Regions from separate parts of the Macaca mulatta genome. Here region 2 is linked to region 1. A link is a contact called in public Hi-C data. All regions are on one chromosome and are shown on one strand. The core of a region is the stretch at or near the end of the contact, and the rest is flanking DNA. Distances in the headings are between cores, read along the strand shown.

Evidence for each region. A called contact is a pair of places that touch in the nucleus more often than the background predicts.
Region 2: a Hi-C map of cortical neurons shows a contact between it and region 1, with 3 times the contacts expected there. The contact joins the promoter of XPC here to the promoter of TMEM43 in region 1. A contact is called at or near these places in 5 of 14 Hi-C or Micro-C datasets (CD4 T cells, blood, cortical neurons and 2 more).

What each region holds. Positions count from the first base shown.
Region 1 is chr2:152,924,170-152,930,473 of T2T-MMU8v2.0, reverse strand. TMEM43 (transmembrane protein 43) reads right to left here and starts at 2,629. Exons shown (of 11, transcript XM_077993533.1): 1 at 2,447-2,629. The coding sequence starts at 2,458. It overlaps CHCHD4 (coiled-coil-helix-coiled-coil-helix domain containing 4), which reads left to right and starts at 2,885. Exons shown (of 3, transcript NM_001198709.1): 1 at 2,885-2,988. The coding sequence starts at 2,967.
Region 2 is chr2:152,979,425-152,985,728 of T2T-MMU8v2.0, reverse strand. XPC (XPC complex subunit, DNA damage recognition and repair factor) reads left to right here and starts at 4,078. Exons shown (of 16, transcript XR_013414215.1): 1 at 4,078-4,210. LSM3 (LSM3 homolog, U6 small nuclear RNA and mRNA degradation associated) reads right to left here and starts at 3,874. Exons shown (of 4, transcript NM_001261364.1): 1 at 3,801-3,874; 2 at 1,123-1,233. The coding sequence starts at 3,821.

The DNA.
Region 1 (6,304 bases), core at 1,380-3,879:
CAAACACGCCGGTCTATCACAGGCCAGCCCACACGCAAGCCCAAAGAGCTGGATGCCATAACCACCCCATTTCACTGATAAGAAAATCGGGCTTGGGTTAAGTCATCTTCCCAGATCACACAGTTTCTAAGAGGAAGAGTTAGGATTCACATCTGGGCAGACTGGAGACTACTCTCCTATTACTCATTCCAGTCTGTGCTCCCCAGCTCTTGGGCTACAATGTGAGTTGAATGTTGGGTGCCGGCTGCAGGCAGCAACAGGAAAAGGAGGCGTGGCTTCCTCTTGGGCGTCCCCTCAGCCAGCATCAAGATAAGGGGCTCAAAGACAGCCTTGGAGGGAAGGAAGAGAGGTACAGGAGGGTGCCCCTCAGGCTAGGGGAGGGATGAGGTAGGCAGTGACATGACATACCCAGCCCACATTCTGAACCAAAATTCCCAGTAAACATGGAGGATCATAAAGGATCTATATATACACACATATTTATATATACATATATATTACATGTATACACACAAATGTAAACACACACACACACAGACATCCCCAGTGACACATCCCCTCCCAGTCCCAGCACTCAGGACTCAGAAGAAATGAGCAATGAGTGGTGGGAACAGAGGCTGACACATAAGCCCTGGAAATGAACAGAACTGGGTTCGATGCCCAGGTTCACCAATCACTTGCTGTGAAGCCTGGGTAAATTGCTCTACCTCTCTGATTCTGTTTACTCACTTATAAAGTAGAGAGGGGAATAGTACCTTCACCATCGGTACTGCTGCTGCTATACTGATTGAGAATTCTGTTGCCTCCCTACTCCATCCCACTATCTTCTTCCTCACCCAGCCTAGTGGCTGCTGTAAATGTATACCCAGCTACTGGATGAATCAACAAATGCTTGGCAGCAGAGGATACTCAAATGCATGTATGTTCCTTGGTGAGGGGCCAGGTCTCAATGTACCCAAGACGATCTCTATTCACTGGGACCATCTGTGCTCCCCTCTGCAATGACAGGCTAGTTTTCAAGTATTAGGTACCTACGACACACCAGGCACTGTGCTAAGCAGTCTCCCTTAAATGTCACAGTAACTGATCCATGAGGCTACATAAACCTGGAGAGATGAAAGCCACACATCTACTGGGTGGAAGAATCTGGATTGCCCCCAGGTCTCCCTAACTCCAAAGCCTGCCCTTTGCAGCATGCCAAGCTGGCCACAAGAGTTTGGGCAGGTGCCTTCCCCTGCTGGGGAAGTTCACCATCTGTAAAATATGGTGGTGGTGGTGATGGGAGCAGACAGAGTCCACATACTACAAACAGGCTGGTCTCCTGTCTGCCCTCTCTCCTGGCCGAGCCTGAGTCTCTCGGAATACCTCTGAGGCCTTTCTAGGTACACCATTCAAGGCTTCTAACCCTCCTGTGGGCCCAAAGTGTCCTGGGAGTGTAGATGATACTAACCCGAGACAGAGTGTACTAGGACTGTGGGTGATGCACACCCTGGCCTCTCAAGGGGTGTGGGAGGCAGAGAGGACGCTTGGGGACAGAGGCGGCGTCTGGAAATAGGGTGTGACAGGCAAGGGGAGAGCTGCTAGGACACTCTACCAAAGCAGGAGGGAGGGTGTGTCTGGGGCTGGCTGGGCTCCTAAGCAGGCCCTAGAAGCACTTTCACAGAGGAGGGGAGAAGTGAGTCACCAGCTTCTCCCACATCCAGCGCCCTGGTAGGAGGCGCTGCTTGGTGTGCTGAATGAATGTTGGGCTTAAATAGTTTCCCGAGAAAGGCTAGTTGCAGGGAGAAGAGGCCTTGAAGGAACAGCCCTCAGCCAGGCCTTCTCCAACCAAATCCTTGCTAGGAGGAGGAGGGGCCCCGACAGTAGAGAAATGCTCCCTCTCCCCCTAACTCCTTCGCTCCCAGCCCAGCCTAAGCTTTTTGCAGCATCACAGCCTCGGTTTACACAGCCTCCCTAGAGCGGGGAGCTCTCTGCCCGCCTGGACAGCCCTATCCGTCCATTGCTGGACAGCTCCACTTGGGCTGGGTCGCCTTCCTCCCTCCCAAGGGAATGGCCCCCTCTCTGAGCTCCCGTCCAGCTCTCATAATGCGCAACCTTGGGACGGCTTCAGGGCCCCAAGATACAGGAGGGAACTAGGAATGCAAGGAGGAGCCGCGGAGAGGCGTACAAGCAGATCGTAGTGCGGGAGCAACACCTCCGAGTCCGCCTCCGCACGAACGCCGAGGACTAGGCGGACCAAAGAACACGGACAAAAGAAGTCTGGACGGTTCGAGAGATTAACAGAGGGATGAGCTGGCGAAGGCACCGACACGGCGCGCAGAGGGAGATGCGGGCCCAGCCGCAGGGAGGAGCTCCAGACGGCGAAACGGACCCAGAGGGCCCCGGGGAAGAGCCCCAGGGCGACGGAGAAGCCTGGGTGTGGCCCGGCTGGCCAGGGGACACTCACATTCGCGGCCATGGTGGGACCCGGCTCGCTGCCGCCGCCTCGCGCTGTTCAGCTAGGAAGTGGGCTGACGACTGGAGCGCGGAGTCCAGCGGCCTCTTGCCAGCCCCAGCTTCGAAAATCCGCGTGGACTCCAAGACCAGGCGGGACTTACTGCAGTTACCGCCCCGTGTGCCCAGTGTTTCTGCGCATGCGCACGGCGAGACCTGGAAACGGGTCAGGGACATTACAGTACCTCATTGATGCGCCTGCGCACTGCAAAGCTTTCTGGGAAATGTAGTTTCTACTGCCTGGCGAGCTGCTGTGGGGCTCGCGACCTGCTGGGAAATGTAGTTTCCGGCTGAGGTGGGCCTGGCCGCGGTTAAGAGGGCGCCGAGGCAGGCGCGCGGCGGGCAGGCCTGGAGGGGGCGGGTCCGCGCGGGCTTCGGAGGCGCCCGCCCTGCCTGAGGAGAGGAGGTCACGGCGTAAAGCTGCAGCTACCGCCACTGCCGCTTCTGCAAGGTCTCAGGGACGGGCTGCAGCCATGTCCTATTGCCGGCAGGAAGGTAGGGAGGGCGGGCTGCCATGGAGACCGGCCTACGAGGGCCTGCGGGAGACACGCGGGCCCCGGCGCCCCGCTACCACGCCGCAGGCGCGGGCCACCCGAGGCGCGGCCCGGTTGCCCACCCTGGGACACTCGGAGGCGGGCAGGCTGGGGGGTCGCCACTCGTGTTTTGCGAATGAGAAAACCGAAGCTCTCGGGGGAACGGGACTGGTCCAAGGTCACAGTGAAGCCCGAACCCTGACCTCAGAGGGGCCTGTGCGTGGGAAGTCGTAAACTAGGCCGGGTTGGGGCACGGGAAATGCCGAGCACGTTGCGTGTGGCTCGTAACTGGGAATGTATGTTAATTATTACTACCGCTCCTGCCATACCCCACGTGTTGCCATTTTGCACGCGCCTTTAAAAGGCGGGTCCCGAAAAGTTGCTACTGGGGGTAGCGTGTGCTGTGCTGGGGTGCTAGGAGTTGTGCTAGGAGTTCTACTAACGGGAATGTTTTTGAGCCCCCTGCTACCTATCAGGCACTGTTCAAGGAAACTTACGTGGCTTGTCTCATTGATCTCGCTGCGCCCTTTGTAAGTCAGACTCTGTTACTGGTCACATTTTACTGAAGAGTAAAGTCTGACACAGGAGACTTGGCTAAAGCCACTCAGCCAGCAAATCGTGGAACCGGGGTTTGAGCCTGGGCATTGTGACCCCAGAACAGCCTTTTCCAATCTAGTGCCCAGTGGATTGCAGGGAGAACCCTGCCTACCTCCCACCCCAAAGTTGAGCTCCAACCACCTAATGCTTCCTTGATGTTACTCTACCCAAGAGCTCAGAAGTACCCAAGCCACAGGTCGGAGGGCCTCCCCACACACTGCCACAAACTGACTCCTTGGCCCTAAGCTCCTACCTAACCCCTCCAGGCCCTGGTTTCCAGTGTTGTAAAATGAGATGTTGGGCTTCACTGATACAGCAAATATTCATGAAGCATCTTCTCTGCTCCAGAGAAGGGGGATGGATGGTTATAAAGCTACAGAGAGAGTTGGAAGTCACCCAGAAATTCTTTGGTGAATACTCCAGCTCCATCAGTTAATTCAAGCAATCTGAAGCCCAGAGAAGGAGGTGGCCTACCTTAGTTACACATCCAGTTAGGAGCATAGCTCAGCCTAAAATGCTGAGCCTTTTCCCTAGTAGCCCTGTCTGCTTCTAGAACCTCTCCTCCTCTGGGTTGTAAAGCCATAAGACTCACTCTTTAATGAGTACTATTATATTTCCGCTGATTACTACTTAATGTGTGCCGTAAGCAAAAGTCCTCTGCCCTCACCACTGTTGTTTTTAATTTCAAGTCTCTCTCTAATTTACTTCATTTAGCAAATAATTTTTGAGCCTTTGGGTATAATGAGGCTGTGCTGATAAACAAAACCCTCCTTCTCTTTGAGGATTTACAGGAGGCAGTTTTCTCTGGAAAGGGAGGCTAGGTCCATCTGCCTTCAAAACATGGAGCCCTTGGCTGGGCGCGGTGGCTCAAGCCTGTAATCCCAGCACTTTGGGAGGCCGAGACGGGCGGATCACGAGGTCAGGAGATCAAGACCATCCTGGCTAACACCGTGAAACCCCGTCTCTACTAAAAATACAAAAAACTAGCCGGGCGAGGTGGCGGGCGCCTGTAGTCCCAGCTACTCCGGAGGCTGAGGCAGGAGAATGGCATAAACCCGGGAGGCGGAGCTTGCAGTGAGCTGAGATCCGGCCACTGCACTCCAGCCCGGGCTACAGAGCAAGACTCCGTCTCAAAAAAAAAAAAAAAAACATGGAGCCCTTATCTTTTCCTGGTTCAAAGATCTCTCTTAGGAGATGAGTGAGAATTGAAAGCACTCACTTATAGGCCTTCCTTAGTATTTTTCTTATCCATACCACTGTCCCCCTAAGAAGTCCCTAACATTTTTTTTTTTTTTTTTTTTTTGCTCACTGATCCTTTATGCTTCCCATAGGATTTTTAAAAAAAATGATCCCAAACTCCTTACCGTATCAGAGCTTATGTGATCTGGCCCTGTCTGCCTTTCCAGCCTGGTCTCTTCCCACCTTTTTGTTGCCCAGCCTCTAACCTCTTCGCTATACCCTTGGTTTGGTAGATCCTGCCTTCACCTCTTCCATGGCTGACTCCTCATCCTTTAAAATTTAGCCTCCTGACCCTTTGTGTCTTTCACATCCTGAACTCTCTGAAATTACCTTTTTTATTTTTTGCCATCTTCCTGCCTGTCTTCTCCCACTAAGCTGAGAGCATCAGATGGGCTGTGGAATCCCCAGCATCTGGCACAGGGCCTGGTGTACAATGGGTGCCCAAATCTTTATTGAATCATGCGTGTACCTGCCCTCTGTCCTGAGTGAATCACTTGCCTGTGCAAGTTTATTTCAGGGGTCCACCTGCTACCCAGCCTTCAGGTTAAACTCCTTGGTTTGGCATTCGAGGGCTCTCATCCTGGCTCCCTGGCCTTGGGCTAGCCACACTTCTGTGTGTCAGCACCATAGTGTTTCTTTCTTAGTTTCCTCTTTCTAATGCAGAGCCTGCCCACTCGTGTTTAGTCAACATTTATAAAGCACATGTGACGTGCCAGCCATTGGGCATATAGTGGTGAGCAATGTGACACATTCTCTGCCTTCCTGGCATGGTGGAAGAGATTGCCATTAAAACATCACCAGACCAATGCATGATTACAGACTGTCATAAGTGACATGAAGGGAAAGCCCAGCATGCTATGATCATTTAGTGAACGGCTCTGTGGGGTCTGAGAAGGCTTCCTGAGGCTTCAGAGATCCTTTTAAATGCCAGTTTTCTTAAGAAAACCTTTTGCAGTCCTCAATGTGTGTGAGCGAACACTACTTAAAACCCTCCTTTTGCACTCCAGGCTTTGCCCAGGATGGTCCCTTCTGGAATGTCTATTCCCTCCTTCCCTCCCTGAAGTTCTTTGTCAGGGACAAAGGTAGGATCCCTCCCCTTCCGTCTTCTCCACTGGATGCCTGTGTCGTATTCATCTGTGACCACCAGGTACTACCACAGAGCTGGAGCTAAGGAAGGTTTGTTGAGCTAAACTTCTAACACTTGCATTCTTCTTACACTCTGTCTGAAAGCTATTTGTGTGTTCTTCACAGATACTTGATTCTGTACGCGGGAGTTATATCTTTCAAAGGGGTTAGATTCTAAACATGAAAGTCCTCAGCAGTCAGATTTATCAAACTCTTAGAAACCCCTTACTTTACTCACTCAAAATATACCACAGGCACCACTCCCTCTGGCTTTAGATCTCTTTCTTGGGTTGAGTGTCAGAAAGTAGTGGTTGGAA
Region 2 (6,304 bases), core at 2,829-5,328, 54 kb before region 1:
ATTAGTATGTATCATCACAGGGTTGTTATAAAGATTAAATCAGATATCACACACAAAATGCTTAGAATAATAGTAGCTGGTCTATAACTAATGCTCAATAAATGTTAGCTATTTTTAATCACTTTAGGGTAAAGTAGCAACACTAAAAACAACACACTTAGGAAAGCAACAAGTCATTAAGGAGAGGCAAAACCTTGAGGGTACTCTATGAACAAATGGGATTACTTCAAGGGACCAATTCTACAGATATTTTGCAGATATGCACAAATAAATATGTAAAAAAAAATGCTTACTGCAAGTATTTATGTAAGTATTTGTAGCAAGAAATGAAAAAAAAATCGATCACTATCATATACAGAATCCTAGGTAGTCATTAAAAAGAACAAATGAGAATTAAATGCACTAATGATCAATAATCTCGAAGAAAGATTAAGTGAAAAAAAAAAAGGTGCTGAAAAACGTGTATAGCAGGATCCATGTTTTGTAGAGGTAGGGTGTACATAGTGCAAGTATGTGCATATGTACATATATGAATGTATGTGTGTAAACATACAGAAACAGTAACCCAATTTTTAATTTTTTAATTTTTATTTTTTGTAGAGACAGGATCTCTCTATGTTGCCTAGGCGGGCAACACAGAGAACTCCTGGCCTCAAGTGATCCTCCTGCCCCAGCCTCCCAAAGTGCTGAGATTACAGGGATGAGCCACTGCACCCGGCCAAGATAATCCAATTTTTAATAGTGGTTACCAGTAGAGGAAATGGGATTTCACTTTTTACTCTATATATTTTTGTGCTGTTTAACTTTTCATAATAAAACACATATTTGTGTTTTAAGTTTAAAAAACATTTAAGAATGGAGGACAAATAAATGTTATTTACAAATAAACAGAAGGGAAAATGAAGGGAATAAAAATGTTCTATAATAAACATATTTCTATTAAAAGAAAAAATATTAAAAATGTGAATACATGCAGCTTCATCTGGCTTATGGAAACATGGGTGATTTTCCACTACCCTCTCTTCCTTCAAAATACCTTTTCACTCTGGACAGGTTTTACATTTCAAGGGAGTGGGGGTGGGAAGGAATCTGATTTCAAGGTAACTTGATAAATTTACTCACATGTAATCTGCCTCGAAGCTCTCGGTCATTTCTCATCTTCACATAAATTCGCTCATCTAGGCTGAGCCTGATAAGATCCAGGGGCTCCTCTACAGTGTTGGTAGTTTGTTGCTGATAACAGAAACAGGTTTAGTAATATAGTACTAGAGATAAAGTAGTGCTTAAATCACTGCTATGCTGTATGACCATGTGCAAGTTATTTAACCTTTTTCTGCCTCAGTCTCCTAATCTGTAAAATGGAGATAATAGTGTCTACCTAATACTGTTTTTATGAGGCTTAAGTGACATATATGAAGGCTTAGAACAGAACTTTTCACATAGTATGTGCTATATAAATGTAGATTAAAACACGCATACATAAGAAGGAGTTACACAGCAAAATAATCATGACTATACTTTGTTCCCTCAAAATCCAAACTGCCTGACCCGATTTCAGGGTATAGGGTCTTAGGAACTTTAGCTTTATCTCAAATATTATGTAATCATAGGAAAAACACTCACTTAATGCCTACCATATACTAGTCAGAATGCCAAGTAGAGGTGTAGGTTTATGGGAAGATTATGAATTCAGCACAGGTTGAGGTTAGGCTGCCAACTGGCCAGTAAGATGAATATTTAGTAGCCAGAATAGAACACTGGTTCAAAGCACTGGCTTAGCCGGGCATGGTGGCATGTGCCTGTAGTCCCAGCTACTCCGAGGCTGAGGTGGGAGGATTGCCTGAGCCTGGGAGGTGGAGGTTGCAGTGAGCCAAGATGGTGCCAACAAGCAAGCAAGCACTGACTTTGGAGTCAGGCAGTCTGGGTTCAACTCCTGGCTGTGACCTGACACTTATGAACTGAGATTAAAAATCATGCCATCTGTAATTCTCAGATTCTTCATTTGTAATTGAGAAAGCCACAACCTTCCTTCTGGATTCTTATGAGGATGAAACTAGTTAATGCATTTAAAACAGTGCCAGGAAAGCAGAAAATATTAATACTTAGAAACGGTTCCTTTTGGCTGGGCGTGGTGGCTCAGGCCTGAATTCCAGCACTTTGGGAGGCTGAGAAAGGCAGATCACCTGAGGTTAGGAGTTTGAGACCAGCCTGGCCAACATGGTGAACCCCGTCTCTACTAAAAATACAAAAATTAGCCAGGCGTGCTGGCACGTGCCTGTAGTCCCAGCTACTTGGGAGGCTGAGACAGGAGAATCGCTTGAACCAGGAGGCAGAGGTTGCAGTGAACTGAGATCACGCCACTGCACTCCAGCCTGGGCGATAGAGTGAGACTCCATCCAAAAAAAAAAAAAGAAAAGAAAAGATTCCTACTAATATTATATTATTAAAGAACTGCTGGAAACACTGGTTTTAGAGGTCAGGGCTAGGATGACTTGGGGTCACCCACATGGAAGGGAGGGTTGCAGCCATTAAAGAGTTAGATGATTCAAGGAGAGCTTCTTTAGTAAGTACACAAGGCCAGTGGAGGAAGGTAACTGAATTCGTAACAGGCGCTAAAGATTCAAAAGGCCCGATGAGAGAAAAAAAAATAACCTAACTCAACTGGTCCCTATGTCCCTCAGTTCAACAGGTGTTTGTTAAAGGATCAGATAACCAACTGTTAGATTACAATGATACAGAAGTCACAATCTCCACCCTCAAGGAGCTCATTCTAATGTGGATAGGCATATGAATAATTATAATACTGTAAGAATATGCACATGACAGAGCTCTACTGCTACCTAAGCCTCTGTCTGGGATGCCCACTTTCTGTTCTTTTTCATCCTGTAGCTTTATACATTGGCTTTTAAAAGAGGCCTCCTCTGATCATCTAACTCATTCACTCAAATATTTGTTGAGTATTTCCAGCACTGTTCTAAACCCCAAGGACAAAAGAATGAACAAAACAAAATGCCTACTGTTATGGCACTTACATTCTAGTCAGGAGAGATACACATTAAACAAAGATGCATACATTTAATATGAAAAAATAACGTTCTATGAAGAAAAATGAGGCAGGGTAAGCAGAGTAGGGGGAGTGCTATTTGGGCAGAAGTCCTCTCTGAGGAGGTGAGATTTCAGTAGAAAGTTTAAGTTGTAGCATGATCTCCAAAGATATTTGAGGAAGAAAAAGACCAGGTGAAAAAGCTTCTAGGACCATCTGTTATTCTGCATACCAGTTCCTTGTTTCCTTCATAGCACATCACAGTTCCTATAAATCTTACATATTTATATTTATCTGTTCTCCTCGCGAATATAAGCTCCAAGTCATGGCAAGGATCACTTATATATCGATGTCAGTGTCCCTGGCTCTTAGAACAGTGTCTAACCATACAAAGCTGATGTTCACTCTCTCTGCTGAATGAGTAAATAATTGTTGTGCTCAGTAATAACAACTCCTAACTTTATTATCTGGCTTTCTATTGGAATCCTGACAGCTCCGTGAGGTAGGCACGCATAATAATTTACAGATTTAAAAAAACAAAGCGAAGAGTGTGATGAATAGTCATCAGGTGGCCTTCTAACGGAAAAGACCTCAGGGCCTGCAGCAAAATTCGGACAGGGGTGTTTACGGAAAGGATGGGGCGGATTAGGCCGTGTGACTTGGAAAGAAGAGGCGCGACTGGCCATTTTTCCTGCGTTTGGAAAAAGCAGTTTAGTACAAGAAGCGGCGCCGAGCCACCGCCTTAAAATTCACTCACCTGGTCTACGTCGTCCGCCATGTTTCAAACCCTGCGCCCTTTCCCGCCTCTCGCGAGAACACAAGAGCAACGCCGAGCTCCGGAAACGTGATGCTACAATACACCGGAAATAGAAACCTGCTGTGCTCTTGCCTGCTTCCCGCGGTTTTTTAGTGGCCACGGGTATGGGGCGGAGCTTCCTTTGGGGGCGTGACTAGGCCTCCAACGAAGGGGCGTGGCCAGACGCGCCCGCCTCGGGGCGGGGCCTGCGTTCTAACGCATCGCGGCCTGGTGCGTCACTCGCGAAGTGGATTTTTCCCCGACAAGCAATATGGCTCGGAAGCGCGCGGCCGGCGGGGAGCCGCGGGGACGCGAAACGCGCAGCCAGAAGTCCAAGGCCAAGAGCAAGACCCGGCGTGAGGAGGAGGAGGGTGAGAGCGTGGCCCAGCGGGCTTCGCGGGAGACTCTGCCGGTGGGCGGAGGAGGCCCAGAGGCAGGGGCGGCGGGAGTCCAGACGCGGAGGCCGGGAGGAGGTTGCTGCGCGCGTTCCGCGCAGTGGGGGCAGCACGGCAGGCCGCGGCCGGCCCTCCCCGCTGTCCCTGCGCCTTTGTCCTCTGCACCCAGAGCGGCTTCCCGTGAGCCTCGCCCGACCCAAGCTCCTGCGTAGCTTCTTTCCCGCTCCCCGTTGTCCAGAGGATACAGCGCAGATGTTCAGGGTTGAACGCGGAGAAGGCAGTTATTTGTGTCCCAGGAAAACGGACGGACGGACCAGGACGTAGAGTGATGCAGTGTGCTGACTCCCGAATGATAACTTCAGCTGAGTCTCGCCCAGAGTTCCACAGTGGGATCCCACCTGACTTCCCCTCGTGGATATTGGATAGGCTTCTTACATTTGTCGTGGACAGTGCAGAGCTCATGGTCTTCCCCTTCAAATCTATGCTTTCCTCCGTTTTTCCAGTCCCAATACTTGTTATAAAACAAAGTCCACCTTTTTCTTATGTGCACACATCCAGTCCCGTCAGCAAGTCCAGTCAGTTCAGCCTCAGACTGTATTTCAAATTTGTCCACTTCTCTTCATTTCCATGGCCACAACCCCTGTCCAAGTCACCATCACCTTTCAGTTGAGTGACTGCAGTTTCCTCTTGACTGGCCTCCCAGCTCTGCATCCAGCAACGCAAATAATCTTTAAAAAAAAAAAAAAAAATCATGCCATGCTCCTGCTTTAAACTCTCCTTGGTTTTCCATTGCTCTTAGTTTAAAATCCAGTTGTCTTATCCTGGCCTGCAAGATGCTACGTGTTTTGGCTCTTGCTACCTCTCCTGTTTCTCCTACCACTTGTTTCCTTGCCAGATACCCTCCTCATTGGCCTCCTTTCTCTTCCTCAAATATGCCAAGTTATTTCTTGAGCCTTTTCCTTTGATATTCCTTCGGCCTAGAGTGACCCCCCACCATGGCTTTTGCCAGGTATGATTTCTTCAAATCTCAAGTCAGACATTCCTTGAGCAAACTAAGGTAGTCCTTCCCAGATACCCCGTGGATACTAAAACCTGTGATGCTCAAGTACCTTGTATCAAATGGCCTAGTGTTTCCATGTAACCTATGCGCATACTCCGACATACTTTAAATCATCTCTAGATCACTTGTAATATCTAATACAATGTAGATGCTATGGAAATAGTTGTCATACTATAGTTTTAAAATTTGTGGGTTTTATTTTTCCCGAAATATATTCATCTGTGGTTGGTTGAATCTGTGGATGCGGGGCCCGTCGATTGGTAGGGCTAAGTGCTAAATAAATATTTTTTATTTTTTATTTTTTTCGAGATGGAGTCTCACTCTGTCGCTGAGGCTGGAGTGCAATGGCATGACCTCTGCCTCCCAGGTTCAAGCGATTCTCCTGCCTCAGCCTCCTGAGTAGCTGGTATTACAGGTGACTGCCACCATGCCCGGCTAATTTTTGTATTTTAGGAGAGATGGGGTTTCGCCATGTTGGCCAGTCTGGTCTCTAACTCCTGACCTCAGGTGATCCATTCGCCTCGGCCTGCCAAAGTGCTGGGATTATAGGCATGAGCCACTGTGCCTGGCCAATAAATATTTTAAATAATTGCAAAATGCAGGCTGTAGAAGGAATTTCTGGGTCTCCTGAAATAACTGGGTAGATTAGGTAACCAGCAAAGGCTATCACACTCGATTCTGTGTTTCTATACCGATTATAAGTTCATCATCCATTAGAAAATAGTCAAATGGTAATAATTCCTAAACTTAGAAGGTGATTTACCTCATATGTAGTATTTCGGGTTCCATTTTATTCATTTACTCGTTCATTCAAAAAACATATTTTGAGTACTATGTGCTGCACATGAATGAGGTGACATGGGAGATAAGCGTATCTTGGAGGATCATAGAGTAGTGTTGACATGACATTTGCATGTAAGACATGCAAGGCAGAGTGTGCTAAATACTGTGGAAGAAGGTACAAGGCTTTGTAGCTTCCAAAGGATTAATCAAGTTTGACTAGCATGATC